Regions from separate parts of the Columba livia genome. Here region 1 is linked to region 2. The links are chromatin contacts, called in public Hi-C maps. All regions are on one chromosome and are shown on one strand. The core of a region is the stretch at or near the end of the contact, and the rest is flanking DNA. Distances in the headings are between cores, read along the strand shown. Region 1 has its middle 38 kb from the start of KRAS. Region 2 holds the start of KRAS (KRAS proto-oncogene, GTPase).

Evidence for each region. A called contact is a pair of places that touch in the nucleus more often than the background predicts.
Region 1: a Hi-C map of crop shows a contact between it and region 2, with 4 times the contacts expected there. The contact joins the enhancer-like site here to the promoter of KRAS in region 2. A contact is called at or near these places in 2 of 2 Hi-C or Micro-C datasets (crop and liver).

What each region holds. Positions count from the first base shown.
Region 1 is chr1:135,790,803-135,797,099 of bColLiv1.pat.W.v2, forward strand. No RefSeq gene overlaps it. Among named protein-coding and RNA genes, the nearest start is that of KRAS, 38 kb to the left of the region's middle. Within about 2 kb of position 3,634, at least 3 of the 3 cell types and tissues checked have an H3K27ac peak away from gene starts, as active enhancers do.
Region 2 is chr1:135,752,978-135,759,104 of bColLiv1.pat.W.v2, forward strand. KRAS (KRAS proto-oncogene, GTPase) reads right to left here and starts at 3,170. Exons shown (of 7, transcript XM_065032363.1): 1 at 2,943-3,170; 2 at 1,714-1,836. The coding sequence starts at 1,824. LOC135575580 (a long non-coding RNA gene) reads right to left here. Exons shown (of 2, transcript XR_010466587.1): 2 at 3,532-5,262.

The sequences.
Region 1 (6,297 bases), core at 2,384-4,883, 38 kb after region 2:
TGTTCTGTATCCAGAACAGTATCCCTGTCACAGCCCACATAGTGCTTTAATTCTACCAATACATTTCAAACCAAACAAATTCCACATTTAGAGAATTCCAAACTTAAACCTTTGTGAAACATTTGCAAAGAAGCAAAATCAGATTTTTCCCTTATATATATATATATGTATACACACACATACCTCTATATGTATGTAATACACATCTCTCTATACACCTATATATAGGTATAGCTACATTGATTAGTATTCAGTATCTTTAACTAAAGACCTTTATTGGCACAAGTCTCAGTGTGGACACAATTAGGGTACAAGAGTATGTGCCCTTCCCAAGGCTATTAGGGACTTTGTACCAGTGGAGCTGCATGCCTGCTCATAAGACACTGACAGCCTGAGACATTCACTAGACTACTCAGTTTTCAGGGGTAGTGATTCAAAAAACAACTGTATCAGAGCTTATAACTCGAATGAGTCATTAGTAGAACACCAGGTAGGCAAACACACTCGGGTGAGAACCTGGGGAGAGATAGAGGGATTTTAGCATCAGTCCCCAATTCAGGTGGCTAACCAACAAGTATGAGTCGCTGCCAGAACACACTGGGGGCTGTTAAATTTCAGCACGAGACTTTCAGAAAGTCAGTTACTGTCACAGGCTGTCCTGTCACAGATGGAGCTTGCTTTCCTCTCCTCTGCCAGCCCAGGGCCTGCCTCTCCACCTGATCTTGCCCTGCAGAACAAAAGCCTTCTGCTCAGCAGCCACGGGGGACTGGCATGCATGTCTGTTCCTTGCTGCCCACCTCCATTTCATTTAACCTGAAATGTGCAGAAGCCTCTTTCCTTTCATTCCTCCCGCTGTTATCTGGTAATTTTAAATTTGAAAGCAGTTCATTTCTTTGTACATACCAAGTAAAGGGGTAGGGAATTGGGAATCCTTTATGTTACTGACCAATATGACTATGCAGATGGTATTTGCCAGTGACCCTTTACAACCAGATTAACTCCACTCCTTTTGGATCTGGTTGGTTTGTGCTTTTATTTATCATGAAATAGAATTCAGAGCATGAGGAAAGTGCAGAATTACCAGGCTAGTCAACTTCATACACTAAAGCAGTCAAGCATTTTGTTATGTATATTCACTTAATTAAACTGCAGGGGGGTATTCAAACCTACAGCTTTAAAACTGAATGTAAACATTGCAGTCCTTTTTCAAGTAGATGCCAACAAAAACACAGTTAGAAAAAACTAGAGAAAAAACCCAACCAAACAAAACCAGCTCACTTGAAGTACATTCCATCTATGAAAAATGGTTTTTTCCTCTCTCCCACTGTGGCAGTGATGAGATCCTTAACAAGAAAATTGGGCACCTTAAGCATATCAAAAAGCCCTTATAAAATGCACTTATGACAATATTTTAGCACACAGGTTCTTCAAGAGCCTGACCCAAGTTCTATTAAAATTACTGTTCTAGTAAGTCACTGCACTTATTGAATGAACATTGGTTAGGTTATAGTTTTAAACACACACGACGAATGAGCAATCTGTTGTCTTTGTTACTGATTTACTCAATGTCTCTCCCTTTCGGAGATCCATTTAGGTTTTATGTTGGAAAATACTATCATAGAATCACAGAGTGTCCTGAGTTGGAAGGGAGGATCATCGAGTCCAACTGCTGTCCCTGCACAGGACAACCCCACAGTTCACACCATGTGTCTGATGGCCTTGTCCAGTCTCTTCTTGAACACTGTCAGGCTTGGGGCCGTGCAACTCCCTGGGGAGCCTGTTCCAATGTTCCACCACCCTCTGGGGGAAGAACCTTTTCCCAATGTCCAACCTAAACCTCCCCTGGCACATCTTCTTGCCATTCCCTCAGTTCTGTCACTGGTCACCAGAGAGAAGAGGTCAGTGCCTGCCCCTCCTTCTCCCCTTGTGAGGAAGCTGTAGCTGCCATGAGGTCTCCCCACAGTCTCCTCCAGGCTGAACCAATCAAGTGACTTTAGCTGCTCCTCATACAGCTTCCCCTCCAAACCCTTCACCAACTTGGTGTCCCTCTTCTGGACACTCTCCAGTAGCTTTATATCCTTTTTATCCAGTGGCGCCCAGAGCTGCACCCAGTGCTCCAGGTGAGGCTGCACCAGTGTGGAGCAGAGCGGGACAATCACCTCCCTGGCCCGGCTGGCAATGCTGTGCTGGATGCACCCAGGACACGGGTGGCCCTCTTGTCTGCTGGGGACACTGTTGGATCATGTTCAACTTGCTGTTGACCAGAACCCCCAGATCCCTCTCCACAGAGTTGCTTTCCAGCCTATTATCCCCCAGTCTGTATGTACAGCCAGGGTTGCTGTGTCCCAGGTGCAAAATCCAGCACTTGCTCTTGTTGAACTTCATGCAGTTGGTGATTGCCCAGTTCTCCAATTTGTCCAGACCCATCTGCAGGGACGCTCTGCCCTCAAGAGTGTCGACAACTCCTCCCGATTGTGTCATCAGCATGCTCTAATAAAACAGGGGTCAAGGCAATCTGTGCATTTAGAGTTGCATCTATGTAAAGCACTTGCTAGAAAGGAGCAGTAGCTATTGGAGGCTATTCAAAGCCCTGCAGGCAGTCAACTCTCAACACAGGAGTAGGGTTTGAGGTCATTGTGGGATTTTTTTTAAGCTTGGGATTTTTTTATTATTTTCCTAGTTTGAGGCAAATCCTAAAAAAAAAAAAAAAAAAAAAAAGCCAGAGGGAAACCTACCAATCTGGCTCTGGTGGGCCAAGCAGTAACAACTGAAGCAGTTGCTGTCCCCATCTCCATCCTCTCAGTTACATATCAGCAAAGTAACCAGGCTGTCTTGCCAACAGCTTGTCATGGAGGTCTTCTTTAAAACAGGAGTAAAGGCATTTGCAATTCTTATTACAGTCAGTGCTCAACGGTACTGTGGGAAGGAGAGAGAGAGGAGTGCAGATACCAACTGGATGAAAGGATTTGTATGAATAGACATACACCAGAAGGCTCAGTCTCCAAGTGAAGGGGAAAATGCTATTGATTTCAGTAGGATGGCCAGCTGTATACCAAATGCTGCATAAGAGGAAAAAAAAAAAAAACCAACACAACAACAAAAACACAATAAAAAGTCCAAATACAACAACAACCTATGGAGATGTAACTCACAAAACCACTGTTCTTCTCATGCCCAAGGTCTGACAGAAAATTCTTTGGGTCCCAATTGCTCAGAGATGACTTGTGTAAGAGTGAGCTTGCGAGATCGGGCTCAAATCACCACTGCCATTCGCTTACCTTAACCATTTATTTCAGTGCAGAATGATTACAAAATGCAGCAGCTCGTTTAACGCCTTGTAGCCAGGAACTGACACAGATGCCGGGAAACCTCCCATCAGCCCTAAAGTGTTATGTCTCCTTTCCAACTCTCACCGCACAAAAAGATCCAATAAAGAGACTATTTTTTTTTCTTTTTTTTTTTTTTATAATGGGGAGAAAGGGAAACAGCAAAGAGGATTTGCACTTCTCCAAGTTCCTGGCCAGAAAGGATAATCTGAAAGGAAAAAGAACCGCTTGGAAAATCGGTGGCTCTTGACTGAAAACTACCTTTTGACGAGCCCCGGATTTTAACCTTAAGCTCCGCACACACAGAGAGGGCAAATCCCGAAATCCACCCGGCTGAAAGCGAGCGGGGGCCCTTCCCCGGGGCGCAGCGGCCGTGCGGCCGACTGCTGCGGGCGGCTGCCGCGCCCGGGCTCCCCGCCGGCCACCAGCAGACCCTCCCGGACGCCGGAGCTCAGGTGGCGGTTGGGCTCGCGCTCCAACGGCCGGCCCCTCCTCCCTCCCTCCCTCCCGCCCGCCCGCCCGCCCGCCCGCCCGCCCCGGGCGCACGTGCCCCCGCCGCAGCCCGCGGGCCCCGCCACCACCCGCCACCCAAGCGCCGCGCGGAGGCTCCCAGGGGCTCTTTAAATAGCGTCTATAAATACAACGGCCGAGGGCGCCTCGCTATTGGCCGCCGCCGCCCGGCTTGATTTGCATGCGGGGGCGCGGCTCTCGGGTCACGTGGGGGCGGGGAGGGTTGTGCAAGCGCGCCGTGACCCGATTGCTGGCGGGGAGGCAGCGCCCGGTAGCGGCCGTGGGGCACTGGGGACTGAGTCTCCCACCTCGGGAAGCGGCCAGATCGCGGGTTTGCCGTGCCGTGCCGTGCCGTGCCGTGCCGTTCCCTGCCCTGCAGTGCTTTACCTTGCGCCGCGGAGATCGGTTCTGCATTGCATTGCACTGCTTTGCATTGCATTGCTCTGCTGTGCACTTGCATTGCGTTTTCACGCCGCCTGCAAACCCTCGGGTGGTGTCCGTGCGCCTGAGACTCGCTTAGGAAGGGGCCTGCGGTTTGACTGCAAGAGGAGGCCAGAAGCCATCCCCCCCTGCCTCTAAAAGGGTTCAGATCCGGGCCGTAAAGCATTATGTTTCACGCTCCCGCTGATGTATTTCTGGGATTAGGTGGGGTGGGAAAGACAAACAAGGCCCTTGAAGCTGTGGACGTCAATAGTGTGTCACACCAGGGTCAACAGATGACAATGCAAACCGCAGCCGGGCTGTGGAGGCGGGGAGGGCAGAGGGAGCTGGAAGCTGCTGCCTGCTTGAGGCTGGACCAGCAGCTGGGCCGGGGCTGGGGGAAGCCCAGAGGATAAATGCAGGATGCCTTGAGCACCTGCTTCCTGCAGCATTTGCAAAATGAAGTGATATGTGTTTACCGGAGTAGCCCAAAAGTTTCCAAGAACACTGTTCCCCTCTGAAATAGTTGCCAGGCAAAAAACGACAGCAAAAAGAAAGGTGCTTTGCAGCAGCAGAGTTTCGCTTTTTTATATTGCAAGAGTCCATTCAAGCAGCTAGTTTAGGTCTGTTATAATTTCTGCTAGTCAAACTTTTATTTAAATACGAGGCCAAATTAACAATGAGGACTGCCGCTGACTTTTTGCTGATTCACTCTGAAATAATTATAGAAAAAGCTGAGATTTCTTGGCATGAAAACCTGGAATTTCAACAGCTCCTGGAATTTACACTGTTGCCCTGATTCCTTAGCCAAGCACAGGCCCTCCCTCCTTTGCCAACAGAAGGGGAGATCCCTGGGGCCCCTAGGAGAGCGATCCCCCATGCCCTGCAGCACTCACAGGACATTTACCTCTATCCCAGCTCATGCCAAACCCCATCCACACAAAATCCTCATCCTTCCCCAACCCTTTGGTCTGTAGCGCCTCCATATTGCCAATATTTCCTTAGGCACAGTCTAGACCTTGAGGCTGGCACTTGGAAGACAGGAGGCCGGAGTATTTCTTAGGAAACAAAATACCTTTTTTCTTTTTTTTTTTTTTTTTTTAAACTTTTTGGTATGTAACAGCTTAGCAATGCAACTTGGAGATGCCAATATATGGGGATTTATCTCAAGGCTCAGATATCGGGTGTTTTTCTTCTACCTATGGTACTCTGAGTCATGTGATTATAACAGAATCTCAGCTTTAATCAAGAAAAGGAAAACGTTTCTGGATCTCGTGACCATGCAGGAAGATGCATTGTGGTAGCTATAAACGAGACACAAGCAGGGAGAGTAAAAGAGGCCAAATCAAAATGCAAAACAAGCTAGAAGTTTTATGATGAATGATAATTCAAGATTTCTGAATTCTTGACGTCATCTGTGCTGCATCACAATACCAAAGACAGGGGTTGTGGGTGTGGGTATTGCAGCACTTGTAGGAGTAAGCCCGCTTGGACTGAACAGGTAAAACTGATTTCTTTCCCACACGCTGTGTTTCCCAGTAATTTTATTTGAGCTGTGCTGACCTAGATCTGCCTAGGGATTTAATATATTTTTGAGTGCAAGCATAAATACAATCTGTGTATTTAATTTTGAACAGCTCTAATTAAACCTAGCTTTATTTAAACACATCCAGAGCTCCCTTGCTATTTGGTCTTCAGTGTGAAGACTCCTTGCCATTCACAAGAGGAGCTGTGCCATAAATGAACTGAGGAAGGGTGACTGCTGCTCCTCCATCCCTCTGTCTTTTGCTGTTCTTCATTCTTTTGGGGGAGTGGCTCTCTGAAAACAAGTTTTGATCTGGAAGTTCGAATCAAGAGTCCTGCTTCTGTGACAAACATGGGTTTGATCTGCAAAGGGGATGCTGTGTCAGGACCGAGTTTTATTAACAGCAACAATAATTTCATTTTTTAGATCACAAAAAGTGCTGAGAGCTTAAAAACTGCCCGTGTTCAATATTTTGTCTGCTTAGTCTGAAAATATGCCTACCAGCTTTCCTATTAC
Region 2 (6,127 bases), core at 1,920-4,419:
GCTGGTAAAGCCCACTAGGTTAAAGGCTTCTTTCTTTTGGGAAAGCATTGATTCTGGACCACACCACAATGCCACAGTAACCCTGCACATTACCAAGTAAAAGCCAGAGTTCTGGGATTTTAGGTTCTTCTATAAGGGGCTGTATTTTCAATTTATTATTTTACATTAAAATATATTTAGTATTCCTCAAAATGCACGGGTTGTTGATCAGCAAAATGCCCCAAGTGATTTAGGAATACAGGCATTCATGTTTTTGTGTTCCTAAATTGCTTACACAGTTCTGGCTTTGTATGACAACTTTAACACAGAAACTCCACAGCACTTTTTGTAACACATAAACATAACTCTAATCTAAGAGAAACACAAATGATTATGAACAAGCGCTACAAAGGCCAACACCCCCCTAGGTTCCTTTTGCAGGAAAAATTAAGATCCCATGTTGCTTGTCCCCCTCAACCAGTCCTGTGCATTTCCTGTTTTTTAAGCATGTTTTGGGTTGCTGTTGTTTTAAGATTTCACGTTGTAATAGACCTGCTCTCCTAGTGCAAATCAAAACACTCTTCCTTTCTCCATAGGTCCATTCACAAAATCTCCTACAAGCATACATGAGGGTACTTAGCCAAGCAATGGAGAGACAGGGGACACCACAGGCGAAGGAAGGTGAACTGAAGCCGACCCATCTCTCTCTGGGGCACGGTAACTCAGGCCCGAGCTTCAATGAAGTGAGGCACCTTCCTACCACCTCAGAGCGCGCTGGCTTGTGCCCCTTTGGTCTACCTAAAAATGACTACACAGCTCTTTTCCAAGTCAACATTTTAAGCCTAAACACTTGTGATTCCTTCAAGTAAGCTTGGAATATAAACATATAAATGAAATCAGAAGATACAGAGGTTCAATGCTGGGAACGTAAAAATCTTGGGTAAACTATAGTGTCAGTTCTCTTTTTATACAGTCTGAGGTTATTAAATCCAAAGATGCACATGAGACTTCAGACAACACTGGTATTTTTCTTGTATTTTAAAAGTAGAGCTTGCTTGCTCATTAAAAACCTTTAAAATATCACAACTTTTATAGCTTAAATACAATTTCAAATTTTGAGGAACTGTGCCTTGTGTTTCAAAGAATCCACTACAGCAGCTCTCTCATAACATTTTTTTTTCTAGATACAGAAACAGGCACTGGCCTATTTAAAAAGAAATAAAAATAAATCAGGCTCCAAATTTTTGCATTCTGCACCATAACATTCCAGAACACATTTCTCACCATGTGAAACAGATCCAAATGATAGGAGCTGAGAAAGCTTGACACGTACATTTCAGAACTACAAATTTCCCTTCTTGATATCAAAAGGGAAAGTCGCATTTAAGAGATTGCATGCAAAGCCATGGAGGGCTGTGCCAAACATTCTGAAGTGAGTTTGGCAAATACTTTGTCACCAAGATCCCAAAAACATGCATCCAAAACGTCCAATGAAACACGGCAAATAACACTACACTTCAACTGATCAAAATTGTTAATTTTTTACAGTAACTGTTGTTCCACAGCCAGATGAAGACGCACAGCAATTTTCTCTCCAATGCTGACCATTACCTTTACATTCTTTTTAATATGAAGCATTGTTCTACGTTTTTTGTGATAACTGTCCAGAAGCAAACAACTACTATTTTTACTGATCATCTCTAATCACAAGAAGTATAAGATGAAATTGTTTACCTCTATTGTAGGGTCATATTCATCCACAAAGTGATTCTGAATTAACTGTATTGTCAAGGCGCTCTTGCCTACACCACCAGCTCCAACGACAACAAGTTTATATTCTGTCATTTTTTAGCAGACCTGATGACAAAGAAACCAACATTAAGCAGAAAGAGTCAGGTTCCAACTAACGAGGATGCTGCTGGTGCATTTTCACTCAGTATCACGTTCCTTTACTATTACCGGAAAGGAACTCCCTCCCTGAAAGACAAGACAAAAATGCTATGAGGGAATGCTATTTCTCTAATAAAATTATACATAGGGAATGTAGCTTGGGCACTAAGCTGAAAGGTTCCCATTACAAAGAGATAAAAAAGCAACTATACGTTAAATTCTGGAAAAGGTCAAAGAGTATTTCTTGCAGAGCGAAGATTTTCCTCTCCGCTGCTTTTTGGCTCCGGGAGACAGCCCGGATTACTCTCTGGGAAACCGGCACCGAACCGAGCGCCCCCCGGCTTCCAACACACACGCGTCTGCTGCAAACGCCCGCGACGGGACAGGCGCGGCTGCGCCCGCCGCTTCACCCGACGGGTTCGCCGACACAATTTATAATTGGTTTTAGTTTTTTTTTTTTGTTTTGTTTTGTTGGGTTTTTTTGCCAGGCAGGGCGAGCTCAACGCGACCGCCCCCCAGACCCCTCACCCACCTCCCCCGAGGCGCCGCTGCCCGCCCCCCCCGCCCCGGCTCCCCTCAGCCTAGAGGCAGCGGCGCGGCCGGGCCGCCCAAACTTTCCAGCCCCGCGCACGACGGTTGTAACCGTTTTGGAAGAAAAAAAAAATACATTAAAAATATACATATATTAAGAAAAAAAAGGGGGGGGGGCGCGTGTGATTCGGCAGACGCTGCCGGGCTCCCGGAGGGCGTTGGCCACCTGTCCCACCGCCCCCTCCCGAGGCCGCCGAGCCACCGCCCGCGCCGCGGGGAAGGACGGCGGCGGGGCCGGCGGAGGCTGCTCCGGGGGATGCCGGCGCAGGGCGCAGCCCCGCGGGCGGCAGCGGGACACAGACCGGGGCGGCCCACCCTTCCCGCCCAACCGCCGGTGTTTCTTCCACCCTCCGCGGTGGAGGAGGAACGGGGGTGCCCGGCTCCGCTTTACCCCTGCCCCACCTCGAAGGGAAAGGCAGGGAGGGAAGAAAGCAAGCGCGGCGGTTCGCTCCGGTTGAGCGGGGGTAGGGAGAGGCGGGTACCTGCCAGGCGCTGCAGCGGGCCGCGGGAGCACGCCGGCGCCTCCCTTGCCCGCCCCGCCGCGGCGGCCGCTCCGCGTCCCTTTCCGTCCCGGTCTGAAATGGCGGGGGACGGGAAGGGCTGGAGCTGCCGAGGGAGCCGAGCGCCGAGAGGGCGGATGGATGGATGGACGGACGGACGGCGGTGATCGATGCGCTCCGCGCTCCCCTTTGCGGCAGCCCCGGCCCCGCCCTTCTCCGCCTCCTCCCCCTCCTCCCGCCGCGACGCCTCAACCGCCCGCGGCCGCGGGCGGTTGAGGCGTCGCGGCGGGAGGAGGGGGAGGGCCGCCCGTTGCGGGCACCGGGGGCTCGGTGGCGGCGTGAGGGGACGCCTGGCCGAGGAGCGGCGTGCCCGAGGGGTGGCGAAGGGAAACAAGCGTAATTCCAGCGCTTCATCGCCATTCCCCCCTCCCCGTAGCCGCCGCGGCTCCGCGGAGCGGGGTGTGAGGGAAACGCGCTGAGCGGCCGCCGTGGGGGACGCGTTACGTGCTAAACGTAAAAAAACATTAAGAAAAACAACAAAACCCCCAAACAAAAACAAAACAACGCGAAATAAACATAAAACCCCAACGTTTTTATCTGTAGCTGGTCACAAAGGTGTCAGCAGAGGCCTTGTGGAATTGCTGGGAAACTTCGGGCGCGCCTTAAAGTTTCGCTCGTTTCAAAATGAAGCGCAAGGTTTTGTTGTTATTATAACTACTGGGATGCTCTGTTAATAAACAAGGGTGTTGGTTTTTTTTAGGAAGCAAGTTAACAATTGCATAGCAAAGCCTTTTTCCTTACTAAAAGGTCAAAAACGTAATTCCCTGTAAACAAAAGACTCCAATGTGTCAATGAATGTATGATAATGTCGTGTGCCTGTGTTACATCCCGAGCAGTCTCTTTGAAACACGTCGCCAGGTCTCGGCCAAAGGGAGTGAACCTTATTCCTAATGAAGATTATTCCCAGGGTAACTCCAGTGGTGTCGAGCGGCCCATGCGAGGGATTAATTTGGCCAGCTTTGTTTTCCCTCTTTCAATTGGACGGTCAGAAATAAATATGTCGTGTCTATGCATCTGGTGTGCAAGAATCTTAATTTAAAGAGGCTGGAGCTTTGTTCTATGCAACTGCCTGTGACAACTTCCAGCTCCTTGCCTTTCAGTGCGCATCTAAGGGGCTCTGTTTTTGGGCGGTACTCAGCAGATCATCGAAAGCATTAACCCTCCGGGACTACGCTGTCTCATTTAGGAAGTGTGTTCCCGTGTTTAATTCACATAAATAAGCCCAAGCCGCTGTGGTGGTGTTCAGCGCTACACCCTTGTGATAACGTGTTAAGACTTGGGTGGGCAACAAACACCTCTTAGAGCTGTTGTGTGAAAAATGTTGCATGTTCAGGCAGAGACTGCAAAAGATCAGAATTCTTGTATTCTTGAAATTAGTAGTTTCTGTCACTGAAATCAGTGACAAAAGTCCCGTGGACTCCTGTGGGTGCTTCTGTAAGGATACTTATATACAGTGGGAGGGTATATACCACCATAAACTACAGAGAAAATTAAATCAGGAAACTCTTTGTGACCCCCACTTCTCCCAGGGATTTAGTTGTTACTAACCTGGTCATTTTTGTGAAAGATGTTATTAGGTTATTTCCCAACAGCCTCAATAAAAAGAGACTCACAAAAATACGTGTGATGGTGTAACATGAAATCATCTCGCAAATTAGAGTTAAAACTGAGTGATTCAGTTTGCTTATCAAGTAAGCTGCCTCACATGAGCAGATGTAAAAACCAAAAGAAAGACCTGCTTTCAAAGAACAAGTAGCCTGGTGGTAAAACCACAAGCCTGGGATGTGGGAAACCCACATTCCCATCTGTGGTGTGAAAGAGGCAAAGAAAGGATTTGAATGCAGATGTTCGGTAACTGAGGTAAACGCCCTGATCAGCAATTTTAGGATAGCTGGATCTCACTTTTGTGTTTTGCTCCCCCTAGGAAAACTATTTGAGTGTTGTGGTTCTTCCTAATGCAGTGGGAAAATGCCTGCGTAACAGGAAAATTTGCCCAGTTCTGCACATAGTGCTGGTGTCCCACAAACAGCTTGGATGGTTTGTTCTCATCTGCAGGGCTTTATATGGGGAGAAGCTGTTCATCTTTAAACCCACACAGTCACAGCTGGGATCAGAAGAATATCCGGAGAGCTGCTGCCTTGGGTAGAACCTTCTCCGAAAACTTCAGGTCCTGATGACAGCTTGAATCGTCCCATCTCCATATGATCTCAATGAAATATGCAAACCACCATTTTGCATATCGCTGGGAGGGAAAATGAATTGTTAGGATTCTGGAAAAAGCAGAATGCAAAACTTGATTTTTTGTTTTTATTTTTTGTGTGAAGAGATTTGTTTATAAATGTCTATTTTGGAATTGTTGTTTCCTTTAATTAGACTGTGTTTAGAAATGCCTTTTCAGGTTCATGTGTGAAATGGTTTGAAAATAAGCTGAAATAAATGAGTTGATCAAAAATATTAAGTGCCAGCCCATACACTGCATTGATATGAAAGCTGTTGAAAAGTTGGGACAAGCAATGCAAAACCTCCTAGATTTTGTGGAAATGGTGGTCTATGAGTTATTGACTTAATTTCAGTTATTTTTTCTTCAGTGCAATTTGCAAAGGGAATTCTGAACGCAGGCAAAACAGATGCAGATTCTCAAATCCCAAAACACCTCAGTGTGCTAGAGCTAAATATTTTTCTTAAGTTAAAGCACATTCATCAATTCAAAGGCTTCTGCACATTTGCATTAAAATATTCCAGTCCTGGATCCTCAGTGGATATAGATCTTTGAGGGCAAATCACCAGTCACAGCTCCTAACTCTGACAAGATGCTTCCCTTACGATAACAAGTACTACGGCAAGTATAATCCCATCAGCCACGTATTTACACTACTCAGATTTGCCCAGTCCTAAGTATTATACATTTTAACTTCGAGAATACGTGAGCTTTCACCACCCATCAACAGTTGTGAGGGGGGCGCAGGGAGGAAATGTAAAATACAGCTCCAGCCTCAAGATAAATAGTAAGTTTTCCCTGTAACAGAGAGTGTCAGACAAGCTGAGACAAGAGTTAATTTTCCCGTGGCTTTTCCTGGCATTGAACTCTATGCAAAGCAGATGCAAAG